Regions from separate parts of the Sus scrofa genome. Here region 2 is linked to region 1. The links are chromatin contacts, called in public promoter capture Hi-C maps. All regions are on one chromosome and are shown on one strand. Each heading gives the region's core, a stretch centred on a gene start, on an enhancer-like site or on the middle of the called end of the contact. The rest is flanking DNA. Distances are from core to core; before and after follow the strand shown. Region 1 holds the start of NAV3 (neuron navigator 3). Region 2 holds the start of E2F7 (transcription factor E2F7).

Region 1 (7,254 bases), core at 3,387-5,886:
CAGCATCACTCCTGGAAGCGTCTTAGAACCACCATGGCAGGGATTCAAGGATGTGTGCTGGAGAAAATGCTGAGTTCTTTTTTCCTTGTCTTTTTATAGTTTTATCGGAGCATAGTAACCTACAATGTTGTGTTAGCTATAGGCACACAGCAAAGTGAATCAGCCGTACACACGCATATATATCCATGCTTTTTCAGAGTCTGTGTGCGCGCCGGCTACCACGGAGGCGTGAATCGATTTCCTCAGGCGGTGTAGTTGGTCCTTGCGACCGAGGGATTTTGTATATAGGGTGTGTGCGCCTGTCCCAACCTCCCAATCTGTCCCTCTCCGCCAGCGTTTCCCCAGTGGTGAGGTAATTGTGAGTTCTTGGTTCCAAAAGACAATGACGCTACTAATTCTGTGTCGTGAGGCCGTTGTTCCCAGGTTCCAGGGCACATTTTTCAGGACTTATAGACTTCTGGACCCGCCATGAGCATTGCCAATCCACTAGATCTGGGGGCGAGGTGGGGGTGAGGTGAGGGTGCAGGAGGGGTGCAGGAGGGGAGTCCTCATTTCTAACACGTTCCCAGGTGATGCCGTGGTGCTGTTCTGAGGGCTGAACTTGGAGAACCTTTGCTCGAAGACCATAATTCTCAAATCGGGCTCAACATCAGAATCCCCTGTGGTTGCCTTTAAATATAGAAGGGAATGGGCCCCGCCCGAACCAAGTCAGAACCTCAATAGGTAGGTGTGGGCATGGTAGCCTTGCAAACGTCCCAGGTGATTCTAAGGAAGAGCCAGGTTGGACTTCTTCTGCAGATCGTCTCAGAAGAATTGGTCCTCAAGTCTGGTGTCCATCAGGATCACCTGGCAGGCTTTAAAATCCCTGGAGGTTCTGATCCAATTGCTTTGAGGTACAGCCTGGGCACTGAGATATGTGAATGCTTCCCAAGTGATTCTACGATGCAGCTAAAGAACCACTGCCCTAAAGATAGCTTCCAGCTGTAAGAGTGTCATGGTTTTAGCAAAATCCTATGGAAAGGACACAACATTCAAGGAAAATGAACCTTCCTACAGAGAAGTACTAATTTATTGTATGTCACTGCATGGTTGCCCATTTTTTAATGAACTGATTTTATTAGCTGTGGGAGGTGGCTTATTTGTTCCAAATTAGCTGTATTTTTCACTGAAGCCTTATCCCAGATAGCCATAGAATCTGCTTTCGAACTAACTCACTTCTGTTATATCTATAACAGAGTAGACATATACACATGTGTGCTATATGTATAGACAAATATCCAAAGGGAGCAAGACTAAATTTACTGCTCTTTTGATTTCCTCATGTATTTTCTTGCTATTTAATATTTACCTCCACTATGGTAGAATGCAGTGCAGTGGAAATACAGACAAATAAAGAACTCTGGCCTGTCCCGCTGACAGAGGTCTACCTGTCTGGCTTGGTTGGTTGCTAACAAATTTATATAACGTTCAGAACACAATACACAGCTAGAGCAAGACCACACAGAATGGCGCTCAGCAGCCAGAGAAGCCCCTCACTGCAGTGGACTGCTGAGTCAGAGAAGCATCAGTGAAGACTTAGAGGTCCCTGCCCTTGCCTGTGAGACAGAGTCACTTCTGGAGGGAGTGAGAGGGCGAGTGACATTTATCAAAGTAACAAAAACTTATGAACAAGAACGAGATACACAGCAGACACATTTATGCAAAACTGTCTTTGTGGTGCTTATAGTAAAACGTAAGCTCCCTCCCTTTGCATCATGACAAGGACCAAATAGCTGTGTGATATTAACAAGCTGCTGAACTTTTTCATACTTGAGATTTCTTATACATGGGGTCATATATATCTTGCAGGGTTGATAAGAAACAGATGAGGTAATATAGATTGTCTTAAACCTTTCCAGCTGCTGTAACAAGAAAACCAGGGACTGAGTGGCTTCAACAACAAACATTTATTTCTCACAATTCTGGAGGCTGGGCAGTCCAAGATCAAGTAGCCAGCAGATTCGGTGTCTGGTGAGGATAAGCCTCCTTTTTCTCTTTTGGCCACAGCCATGGCATGCAGAAGTTCCCGGGCCAGGGATCGAACATGAGCCAGAGCAGAGAGCCACCAGGGAACTCCTGGACATGCTTCCTAGGTCATAGGTGCCCATCTCCTCACTGTGCCCTCACTTGGAGGAGGGAACCTAATCCCCTCCGAAGACCTTCAAAGACCATCACACTGGGGATTCGATTTCAACGGACGAATTTGGGGGACGTAAACATTGTCTAGAGCAGACGTGGGAAGCATTTAACCCAGTCACTGATACATGCTAGGTGTTCAGAAATATGAATTCCTGTTTTCCTGTCCTTTCTAGTGTGATTCCTAATTTCCTGTGTCGCTCTGTCCTCTGTCTGTGATTGTCGTCACAATCAGCACTGCTGTCCTCCTCCTCTCCCTCTCTCTACCCGCCCTCTGGTTCATTTATTTACTGAGCCAAAATACCGCAGCCAGTGTTCCAGGTACTTGGGGATACAGGGCTAAAGGACCTATCCTCCCTGTGCTTAGCACGCCCAGTCTAGGGCCGAAGCAGACAGGGGAACACAGTTGTCATACCGAAGGGTGAAAAGCAGGTACGGCGACTGCATGGGACTGGCACCAGACTCAGATACGGGTCCCAGGAGTGTTTGGAGAGGTATCCTCAAGGGGTTTAGTTTTGGAGGTTGGGTGAGCGTTACCAGGCATCATGGTGGGGGACGTGGGGAAAGGCAGGGGAGAGGGAATTCCTGGCAGAGAAACAGCGTGGGACAGGTGGGGGTGCGTGGGTGCAGTTTGGGAAGGCATGGATGGCATCAGGTAATGAGCCTGACTTGCTCAGCAGCTGTGGGGCAGGTGTGAGGGATAAAGGAGGCGTAGGTAGGCGGTAGATCGTAAATGCTCTCTGCCTGCGGTCGTCCAAGGGCGGGTCCCAGGCCAACAGCATCGGCATCAGCTGGGGTCTTGATAGGACTACAGATTATCCTGCTCCACGCAGACCATCTAAGGGGAAAAGGCGAACGGGGATACAGGGCCTAGAAATCTTTACTAAGCCCTCCAGGTGATTCTCATGCATGATAAAGGCTGAAAAACCCTGCTCTATACCATAAGGAGAAATCTGGCTATTTTCCTGAAGGGTATGGGCCAACTACAGGAGGACTGTAGATAAGACTATTATTTTTGAAGGCTTCCTCTGGAAGCAAGGTAAAAGACAAGCAAGAAAGGTACATGGAACAGGTGTCAGTACTGGAGGTAAGTCCATGGGGTGATACAGGAAGGCATTTAAGACACTTGAGTTAGAATGTAGCACCTTGCTTTGTGCTGGGCTCATAAAATATGTAAATTCTATGGTAGAGAAATAATACTCGGCTCCTAGAGTAGGATAATCTAGACATAGTAGATTCATTCCTTCTGAGAATACATTCTACCAACCCAAGAGAGTGCCATTCCCATCTATGGAGCATCTGCTACTCTTCCCAAGAGTGACTGTGGAGTCAGTTTGATTGCATCTACGTAAGACCACAGAGAGAGCCTCTTTATCCTCCCTGCCACCTCTGGAGAATCTGGGTTGAACTGGTACCACGGAAGCTGCTTAGCATATACAGCAGTGAAAGCTGATGCTTAGACCAACAAAATAAATAGACTGGACACAATTTCTCTGGTACTCCAAATACATACATGGTGGCATTAAGCCACGTGAATTTATTAACATTCTGTCTGGGCTGTATGTTGGGAACAGCAAAAATCTGAGCCTTATTTGCAACAGCAGTGAGAGAACTGCCCACTGAAACTGGTTTTCCGATAGGGCATGAAAAGGGCCAGCCAGACTAGATGCTTCTTTCCACTGGATTCTTGCTCATTCTCAGCAACAGAAGCAGACTTGCATTTATGGCTGTAGAGAAAAGGTGCCTGCGGGAAGGTGAGCTGTCGGATGAGGCTGGACTAGAGGTGGGATATACCTTCAAGCCCGTTCTCCAGAAGGGAAAAGGAGATGCTTCGTGGACTGAGAAAGGAAGAGGGGAATTTTTTTTTCTTCCCAAGATGTTTGACAGCTGTATTTTCCCGCCACCACCTTTCCTCCAAACCCACGAGTTTCTGCTTGGATTCTGACATAAAACAAGGAATGACCGTCCCCACCCACCCCATTTGTCTCCCTGTGCTTTCGGTGAAAAAAGTCGGTGCCCAGGGACGGAAACGAGCGCGGCTGAAAATAGGTGCAGGACTTGTTGAGCATACAAATCATTTCCCCCCTGGCCTCCAAGGGAGAGAAACAAAAATCCTTCCTGCTCTCTCCTTGCAGCCTGTGCTCTGCATTCGGGAGAGGCGGCGAGGCGGGTCTCGGGCGCTCCCCCGCCATCCCCGCAGGAAACTTCGCCGCAGGGCCGCCTGGGGCCCCCCTGCGCGGGCGGACGCGGCGGGAGTCCCGCGTGCCCTTCGCGGGGGCGCAGACCCCGCGCCCGCGAGGCGCCTGTCCCTTTAAATTCCAGCTGCGCGGCTGGGAAACAGCGCCACCCGCCGCCCGGCCGCAGGCGGCGGCGGGCTCGCTCGCGCTCCCGCTCCCGGCTGCGCGCCGCGCAGGCTGCTCGGCCCGCGGGCTGCTCGGCGGCGGCGGCGGCGGCGGCGCGGGGCGGGGAGGCGCGGCCCGGCCGAGGAGGGAAGAAAGACGCGCCCGGCCGGGAGAGGCGCCGCGCCCGGTCCCGCGCCCGCGCTCGGCGGTCCCGGCCGCCTCCTTCGGGGGTGACGAGCATGTGCCTGGCTGGCGGCTGCCCCCCCGCCGCCCCCTAAGGCGGTTTCCGCAGGAACCTGACCGAGGGGCTCCGTCTCGCAAACCTGAGGATTTCCGCGGCCCGCGGCCGGACCCCAGCCAGGTAACGCGGGGTCGCGCTCGCTTCCATTGCAAATCGCGGCGCCTCCTCGAAACTTGCTTTTGTGGGAATCGCCCAGCCCAGCGCTGCCCGGGCGTTTGCACCAGCGTGTTCCCTCCCAGGTGCCTGCCGCGGGTCTCCTCCCTGCTGCTCTCCCACGACCGCGACCACCTTATTTAAAAAACGTGTGCATGTATGTAGATCTACGCGAGGTCGCCCCCCGTCCTCCTCCTGCTGGTCCCACCTCTGCGCTCTCGTCGGCTTTTTCGCTGCGACCGGTGATGGGGGCGCGGGGGGTTGGTCGGGCGGGGGCGGGTGGCGAGCGCGGTCCAGGGAGTGGCGGGCTCGTGTGGCCGGGCTCTGGTCGGCTACTTGGGGCATCTCGGCTCTGCCTGCACCCGCCTGGGACCGCGGGGAGGGCTGTCAGCACCAGGGCGGCGGAAACGGGGAGCCCCACGTCTCCAGACGAGCGAGCGAGCGAGGGACGCAGGCTTGGGGGTGATGGAGCGCTCGGCTGGGTGGCTGGCGAGCGTCCAGACATCATCGCTTTCCTTCCTACTCCCCCGCCCCTCTCCGGCTCGCTCTCTCATTTCTTTCTTCCTTTCCTTTCACTGGCTCCATTCTGTTCCCTCCCTTACCTCTTTTTTTTTTTTTTCCTCATTTCCTTTTTACCCCCTTCCCTCTTGAGATAAAAGAAAGGGGAATCGTTTTGCAACCTTGCATTCTAGGAGCATGGGAAGAGCAGTGAAGCCTGCGGCGTGGCCACCTCAACCTGGTCGTTTTCAGACTCGTCGTCATCCATCAACATGTTTGTGTCCTGAGTCTATTGATCTCCCCTGATTTTGCAGAAATGCATTCTGAGCCGGGCGTCTGGATGTCAAAAATCAGAGCTCGCTTCCTTGCTCCCTGTATGACACGTATTGTAAGGGCTCCATGTGTTTTAAATCCACATAAGCCATGGTTATAAAGAAACCCATCTGTAAAAAAATTCGGCCTTATTCTAGAGAAACTTCTCTCTTAAATTATTGATAGACCCTTTCCCTTCTTTGATATTTAATTTTAGGAGACTTGGGAGACAGTTGTGTTTTTTTTTTTTTTTTTCTTCCAGTGTATGAGGACCATGCAACTTCTATTACCTTAATTATCTCCTCTTCTAACCTCATTCAGTTTTATCCTTGGTCACTGGAGTGAGTATTTCATAACTAAGGTTTAGAGGCTTGCTTCCCTAAGTCAGGGCTGGCTAAGAAAACCAAGTGGGGGGCCAGGGTATTCAGACCTGCCAAAGAATAGAAGAGGCATCTTTTGAAACTCTAGTGTCAAAAGCATAACTAGATTCTGACTTGAATACTGAAGACATGAAAATAAAATAAATCCAGACGGCTTTTGGTTCTTAGCATGTGTGTAACCATAGTGGATAGGAGTAAGTGAAAACTTAGGGAAAAACGGAGCCTATATTATAGAACCCATTCAGCCTTGTTTATGTGGAGGCGCTTTTTCACGATGGTTTTCTTTTTCTTTGAAACTTAAGATGTCTGTGACATGTGAAAACAAAGGGAAAAAAGGACTTGTTTAACCAGAAATAGGATTTATATAGATTTCTTTTCTTTCTCAACAGATCTAGTTGCTCTAAAGTTTTCCTGAGGTCAGACTATTTCATGGTTGAAAACAATACTAATCAATGATTTTTCCTTCACTTTGTTTCAGCGGCGTACACAGTTCCTCTAGAAAGAGGTCTTAGTTTTAGAGAGCTCCCCTTGCCTTCTTTCCTTTGTCTGCACATTTGTTTTTAAATTCAACTGTTAATATAGAATAAAGGATCTGGGAGCAGAGAATGGATCAGGAAGAAGAGAAACTGCTAAGATGATGGAAACTATATCCAAACCAATAAAAGATAGATATTGCCATGCCGACCCCCCGTCTTTGTTTTTAGTCAGTTGAGAAGCTGTGGGTTTTAACTGTGTTTTCCTCTTCTTAATTCTGCACCTAATGCTTTTCGTACCTGAGGTCATGTTTATCCAGTTCAAATGATTATTTACAAAAGACTTAAATCCGCGTGCCAGTGAAACCCCAAAAGCATGCTTTTCCTCTCATGTTTTTGTCACCTAGTGATAGCGGTGGTGGTCTTACATTATTGGTTGCATCTGACTTTGGGTTTTTGGTGTTCTTTGGTTGGGTGGCTGGGTAGGTTGCTTGAGATACATTTATAGGATAGTCCTGGCAGGCTGCATGGAACTTGAATGCACAGTTAATTGTAGATGCAGTAAAGTGTTTGTTTTTCTTGTTGTTGGTTTAAGAGATGTCATGCCTTCCTGCACATTTCATGTTTTGGTGTGACTACTCCTTTGTGTGTGTGTAAAAGGTTCACCATAAAGCAGGGCC
Region 2 (7,254 bases), core at 3,489-5,988, 260 kb before region 1:
TCCTGGATGTGTGTCTTGTCTCGTTAACAGGACTATGTGCTTCTGGAGGCCTGGGAGCTCGTGCCACATGTCTCATTCCCTGCAATTTTTGATGCAATGCCTTGCCCCATGCAGGTGCTCGGAGAACATGGGGAACACGGTGCCTTGATTATCTAGTTATTCCAAAAGCTGTCCCCGCACTGGAGGGTGTGGCCCAGGCTTTTGGAGCTGGACGGAGGTTCGCCTTCTCCACCCCTGCCTCCGTAGGACCTGCCCTCCCAGAACAGTGAGCTCTTACTCTTTCCGCAGTGAGGAGCAATTCAGGGCAATTCAGATGGGTTACTTCCTTCAGCGCTTTGATTTGTTTTCACTGCCACTTAAGTAATTAAGCAGGAGGGGCGTTAGGTCACATGGTAGTTTTGATTCCATCGCACGTCTGCACCAACAGAAAAAACTGCCCAGCAAATCGTTTCCGAGGTCTCAGGTGGGTGGGAAGGCAGGTGCAGTCCACCCACACCCCATTCCCTCTGTCCGTCTGTCCTGCCAGCCTATCGCTGTAGAAGGCAGAGGAGAGGGGATTGTAATGAGAAATCAGAAACCTGGTTTTTGTCTCAGGACAAACGGTTCACTGTGTCTGGGCCCACATTTCCAGATCTATAAAATTAGGCGTTCAGACTGAAGGACCTTTCTCCAAAGCTTTCCAGCAAGGCTTCCCAGCTGGGTGGTGAAGGGGGCTGACTCAGCCAGGATCACGCCCCTTCCCAAGAGGCTGGCTCTGTCCTCAGTGCAGGGAGAGGAGCACTGACGTTTGAAAGCCTGGTCCCCTTGCCCTGTCTCAGGACGACTCGGAGGGGCCATCCCAGAAGCCCCTGCAGGGTAAACACGAGACTTCCACTGAGACTATTCTGCAGCTATGCTTCTCCCTCGAATTCTGCTGCCTCTCCTTCCCTTAAAGGGCACCAATGCCAGGGCCGTGCCCCAATCAGCCCCTTGCATGCTAAACTCCAGGGCAGATCTGTCTACCTCTTCAACCAGAGAGGGCAGGGGAATAAATACCCAGGAAGCAGGTTCTCCGGTTCCCGTATGCAGACTGAGGCGATGCACCCTGGCTCCCCTGCCCATGGAGTTGCTGTGAGCATCAGATGAGATAACGAAAGCGGCTTATGATCTGTGAGGTGCTGTGCACATGTCCGTTGTTGATCATGACTCATTATGCCAGCAGTATGGCTACACTGGGGGCTGGCACGGGAAGGGCCTGCTCATGCAAAGGTTCCAGTCTTGCTTCTGTCTCAGCTTTGTCATCTAACATCATCAGCCTGTGCAAGGGCCCTGGTGACACGTGGCCACCCTCTTCTCCAGTCCATCTCATGCACACCCCCAGTTGTGTCCAAATTGCCTGCTCGTTTTTCTTTAAACCCGCCCTGCATTTTATCACATCTGACCTGCCGTTCTTACCATCGCATCGTCTCTAAAGCCATGGGCTCCGCCTTGCCCGCTGAAACCCGACCTACTGTTTAAGGCTTATTGCAAAGACATTTCAGAAGCATCTTCTTCAAGGTACTGGAAGCTTCTAGCGCCTTCCCTTAGGGACACACTTGCCACACTGAGCGCTCGGCCCTCTTAACTCCCAGGGGTTCCTCAAACCACCGTCGGCTCTGATCCCCGCTCTCACTTAGATCACCTCTTGCTGGACCCGTCAACGGCAAAATATCCCACCTGACCTCATCCGGGCGGCCAAGACTCCTGATCATTCTGTGTTCTTTAAAACTCTCAGTTCTTCTGCACTAGCGCCCTTTCTCTTGGTTCTCTCCCTACTTCTTTCTTCTTCTTCTTCAATGTGATGGTATGAACAGCAGCTCATCTAAGGCTCTGAAAGTCTCTTGGGTAACCAGCTGCCAGCCTGGGCCTGCATTCTATTCATCTTTGGTCTGTCCATTCAGCTGAGTAAGGTGTGAATGGCATGTGTTCTGGGTGCTGTACAGACACCCAAAGATAGGGGCTGTTTATTAATTCCAACTTATGAAAGAAAAAATAGGCTTAGAGAGGATAGGAGACTTATTAAACCACTGTATGCCCAGCACCAGGAACATACATATGGTGTTGAAAGACTGAATGAATACATTTATCTCCGGTTACAGAGCTAATAAATGGTAGTGCAGGAATCAAACCCAGATCTCTGGCTCCAAATCCCACTACACCCTATCCCCAGAAGTCTTTCCTGCCTTTACGCCACAGCAGCGGAAAAAGACCGACAGAAGCCCGACCTGGTATCTCAAGGAACACGCCGTTCTCTTCAAGGGCCTCCTCTTTGACAGGTGAAATAACCCCTGCTCAGGCACACTTACTTCACACATGTAAGCCACCTTCCCAGATCTCTATGACGTCCTTTGAGGTTCTCCACACCCACTAAAACACAAACGCTCACCTGGGCACAGAGGCACTGAGCACACTAGAGTAGGAAGAGTCCCCTTCTGGAAGGTACTAGGCAAAAACTCTGACACAGAGGGAGAGAGGGGGACGCTGACTCTGGCTTTTCATAAGAGTATCCACATTCTTTCAAGGCTGTTCCATCCAGATTATAAAGGCAAACAAAAAGTTTCACTCTGAAACACCCCAAATGAAGACTTTGGATATAAACATTAAAGTCTGAGCACTGCCACCCTCCTGTAGCAGAGGGAATTTTTTAAAAAGTCGTCTTTAAAACAATAATGTTTTGGTATACTACTTTTCCTAAGAAAAATAAATTGAATGCGAGGGGAAAAAAAAACCTACGTGAAAAAGCATACAATTTCACACCTACCCAGAATTAATGGCTGTCAAGTATTCTTCAAAGGCCCCTGTAACAGGTGCTCTGTAACCAGGCAGTTTCACTGAGGATGTTAAGTCAAGTCCAGGAACCTCCAGAAGTTCAGTGCCCAAGGAAGCTGCTAAGCTCAGATTGGTCGTCAAAGATTCCAAATCCAGTTTCATTATATCTATCTGCCTTTGCTGAGAGATGCTTAAATGTTCGCTGCTAATAAATTATTACACCTTTTTAGGAGGGCACTGGTCGGTGAGCACATTGTGCTGACGTGGGTCCAGTGTAGATATTGCTACGGCAAGTTTACGTCCTAATGCTTCTGGTGGACACCACCACCTTCTTAGAAATCGCAAGTAAAACCACACGGAGGGCTCTGTGCAAAACCAGCCGGGCTCTGTAAAATACTCCGAGTATGCTGGGGAGCGCCAGTCACTTTTTCTCCCTCTATGGGAGGCACAGGTTACGATGCTGGGAGAAAGGAAAAGCCTCTAGGAGCTGGTTCAGCCACGTGAAGAACATTTCAGGGCACTTAGTAATCTAGCATCTATGGTACAAAAGTCGATTTGCCTGTAAACTGAGGCTTAGCATTCCTGCCCAGGAACAGCTAACTCTTCCTTCGCAACTGCAAGTACGACAGACCTTAGTACCTCATATCTTTGATTCATATGAATTGATTTCAACATTGCATCTAACCTAGTCTCTTTCTACCGCACAACGCCTGACATTCAACACTGACCGTTGGAGGCCTCGTCCTTTTAAAAGAAAAAGCACAGTTCTGTAAGGGTCACCCAAATCAGCTAGTATGCTTCTAAGACAAATACAAGCGGCATGCTGGAATCCTCAGCTGAATTAGACATCGCCATCATAAGCAAGACCGAGTTTAAAGGACTCCCGTTCACTTACCTTTTGCGCATTTTCCCCGTCTTCAATCGCAAAATCTCGTCTGGGCTGCCTGGGGCTGATCAGGTCTTTTAGTGTTAAGCAATTTACCTCCATCTGTAACGCACGATTACATTAGAAAAATGGCTTTACAACGGGATATTTTCTCTTTCAACAGAAATATCTATTACTTGCTCATGAACAGGAACGTCCCCTCCCTAAACCCATCCTGGGAATTTCCAGGGTCATAGACACCCCACCTCTCTCAAAAGCACATGTAGGAACACAAGCACTTTAAAGAGTGCTTAGTAATTTCCGAAAACTTGGGAAGGAAAAAACCCCGACGAAAAGAGTCATTTTTGTAAAAAGCAGCAGGACAAAATCAAGTTGCAATTCAAGACGGTGTAGGGCAAATCTGTCACAAAGTACAGGGTCTCCTAGGTCAGTTAATTTTGGCGCAAAGAACTGGGAGGAATTCGGCTTTGAGGGGCTTTTGAATCAGAGGGAAGGAAACCTGATCGCTCGACCAAACCCACTCAGCGCTGAGCGCGGCCCCGTCGCAGGCCTCTGCACAGACCCCAAGGATGAACTCTTCCAATGAACCCCCAGATCGGGAGGAAGGGCAAGTACCTTAAAAGGCCGGCCGTAAGGAAGGCTGGAGCCAAGACACCGCACGCGTGCCCGGCCCGGCGGCAGGAACGCCTCGATTCCCCGCCAGCCCCGGAGGGGAGAGGTGGCAGGCTGGCGGACGGGGCGGGAGGGTCCCTTCCCCCCCCCTCCCCGATTCCCGCCTCCCCGCCAGCGCCAGGGCCGCACGCTACTCACTCCCCCTCGGCGAGGTTGGCTTCCTGCGTCTCCCGAGACCTCCACCACCCCGCGGCGGCGCGGGGTCAGCTGCGCGAGGAGATCAGCAGCCGATCGGCGGCATCGGGCGGGGAAAGCGAGGCGCGCAGCTCCCCGCTCCGAGTGCCTCGCGCAGGCGGGGACCCCGCGGCGTCTCGGCCGCGCCAGCGCTCCGACCCGCCGAGCGCGACTCCGGCCTCGGACCGCGGTCCCCGCTAAAACACCTCCTCTGGCGCCTTGAGACCGAATTTGAGAACCCACCAATCAGCGGCGGCCGGCGGAGCGGCCCCGGCCAATCGCGCGGCTGCACGGCCCGGGCTCTCCGCCCCTCGGAATCTTGGCGCTCCTGGGCGCGCGTTTCGCCTTCACCCGCCCAATTGTTGCCGCCTCGGCCCCCTCCCCCTTCCGGGTACCTGGAAACCTCGCGCCCGGGAGCCAATTCCTGCCGGGGACGCGGGCCCCGCGGCCGCGGGAAGCCAAGGTGGGGGCGGCGGGAGGAGGTGCCGGGAAGGAGGGCTCTTTTGTTACGCGCAAAAGACCCGCTCTCGTGCCCTCGGCTTGCCGCGCGGGGAGACCGCGGGCACAGCCCGGGGAGGGGAGAGCAGATGGGGTTTGGAAAACGATATACACCCTCTGGATGCTGCCGCCGCCACCCCTTCCTCCCCCCGCAACCTGCGCGCGGAAGCGAAATTGTCCAGGCTTGTTGGGGCAAACTTCCTAACGCGAAAGCCGATGCGACACGTGAACCATGGTTACCACTCTCTGCGGCGAGCAGATGGCTCGCCAGTTAGTCCTGGAAGTTCGGCTGCCAGCAGAACCAGCTGGGTTTTTTCTTTGCAAACCCAGAAATGCTGCTTGGTGGTGGTCCCTTTTCAGAACATCTCCAGTAACTAGCCTTCTTAAGTAACTTTCTGCAATGGACTAGCATTCTGGGAAACAGTCGAGAAAATTTCCTCAACGTTGCTGATTTGTATTAAGTGTTTCACTTCCCTCAACCTTATTCACTTTAAACGTGAATGTTGATAGAGGCAGCCCTCTGGGTGTGTGTGTTTTAATAGACATACCAAGAACAGAAAAACGGAGAGGATAGTACAGAGTTCCCATGTATCCGGACCCGGTGCCACCTGTTAAGGTCTCTGCATCTGTGTGGCACATTTGTTAAAGTGAGTGAACCAATAGCGCCATATTATTCTTGACTGAAGTCATCATCTTATTCAACTCTCCGGACTCTTTACTCAGGGTCCTTTTCCCTTCTTCAAGATACAGCGTAATATTTAGTCTCCATATTTTCGTAGGCTTCTCTTGGCTGTGACAGTTCCCCACGCCTTCCCCGTCTTTGATGACCCCGACCGTGGCGAGGAGCGCTGGTGAGTCGCTTTGCAGGATTTTCCGCTGTCGGAACGTGCCAGTCTTCCTCGATGTCTGCAGACATCTTCCTACAAGCAGTATGCTTTCGAGCAAGGATGTCATTCTTATTATTCTTTCTGAACCAAGTGCTTTATTTTCCACCCCTCACCTTCCAAATGTATGTATGTAGATATAAGTATGAATATATACACACGTCTGTACATATGTGTGTGCATAAACATACTAAAGAATTCGGAATACTTAATCGAGTGCTTCAGTCTCTACTCTATTTAGATTGCTCATAAATACAGCCTAAAAATCACCGCTAGGTCATACATTAAGAAGATTTTTTAAAAAACGTTGGAAACATTAACCATAAAGATAAATAAGAATAGTAATAAAAATTTGACACTTTTGTAATAAAATGATATTTAGAACTGAAATCTGTCTTGTAGGTAGAAGTATAAGGAGACATATTTAAAGAATAAAATTGCAATTTATTAGTTTGCACTTATGTGGAAGCAGAAAATTAGATGAAGAAATGTGTGGGGTTTTAGTTCCATCTGTGCCGACTTCCTGTGGCTATCATAACTAATTACCCCAAATGGGTTGGTAAGCCAGGGATTTATTCTCTCGTGGCTCTGGAGGCCAGAAGTCCGAAATCAAGATGTTGGCAAGGCTACCCTCCTCTGGTGCTGTGGAGAAGAACCTGTTGCTGGCCTCGGCCGTAAGCAATCCTTGATGTCTGCATGGCTGTCTCACTCGGATCTCTGCCTGGGCAGTTACGTGGCCTTCTCCTCTTCTGCCCTCCCGCGCCCGCCTCTTATAAGGATACTTGTCATTGGATTTAGGTCCCATGTGTATAATCTAGGATGACTCATCTTAAGAGCCTTAATTACATCTGCAAAGACCCTTTTCCAGATTAGGTGACGTTTACTGTTTCCAGGGATTAGGACCTGGGTATGCCTTTTTGGGGGACCCCCCTTCTGCCTTCTGGATCAACATTCCAAATGGTAAATCCGTTCATTTCTCTGATTTTTGAAAATAGTATTGGTTCTTTGAAGTTAGGCAGTTTTATGTTATGGACCTTTTCCTAGCACTTTCAGAGTATTTGATCTATTTCAATTAAAATGTAGCCTCTATCTATTCGAAACAAGCAACAGCTCAATATGTAGCTTCAGACACTTGTAATTTCACTGATTGCTTAAAGCAAGAGTTATCTTAGGTTTGGAGGAGAACTGGAAAATGCATGTTTGATGGGCAAATTCACAGGTAGTATTCCAACACACTTACTTATATTGATGTTTTCAGCTCCCAGAATTTGTAAATAATCTGTCAGTCTCTCCGTTATTCAGTTGATGCTGATAGTGGCTGGGAACTCAGCCAGGGCACCACGAAGATGTGGC

The links. Promoter capture Hi-C pulls out the DNA fragments that hold promoters and counts their contacts.
Region 2: a promoter capture Hi-C map of liver shows a contact between it and region 1, with 7 times the contacts expected there. The contact joins the promoter of E2F7 here to the promoter of NAV3 in region 1. A contact is called at or near these places in 1 of 5 promoter capture datasets (liver) and 4 of 47 Hi-C or Micro-C datasets (embryonic fibroblasts, epiblast stem cells and fetal skeletal muscle).

Annotation. Positions count from the first base shown.
Region 1 is chr5:103,860,604-103,867,857 of Sscrofa11.1, reverse strand. NAV3 (neuron navigator 3) reads left to right here and starts at 4,636. Exons shown (of 39, transcript XM_021093080.1): 1 at 4,636-4,878.
Region 2 is chr5:104,124,408-104,131,661 of Sscrofa11.1, reverse strand. E2F7 (transcription factor E2F7) reads right to left here and starts at 4,738. Exons shown (of 13, transcript XM_003126756.4): 1 at 4,484-4,738; 2 at 3,683-3,775. The coding sequence starts at 3,775.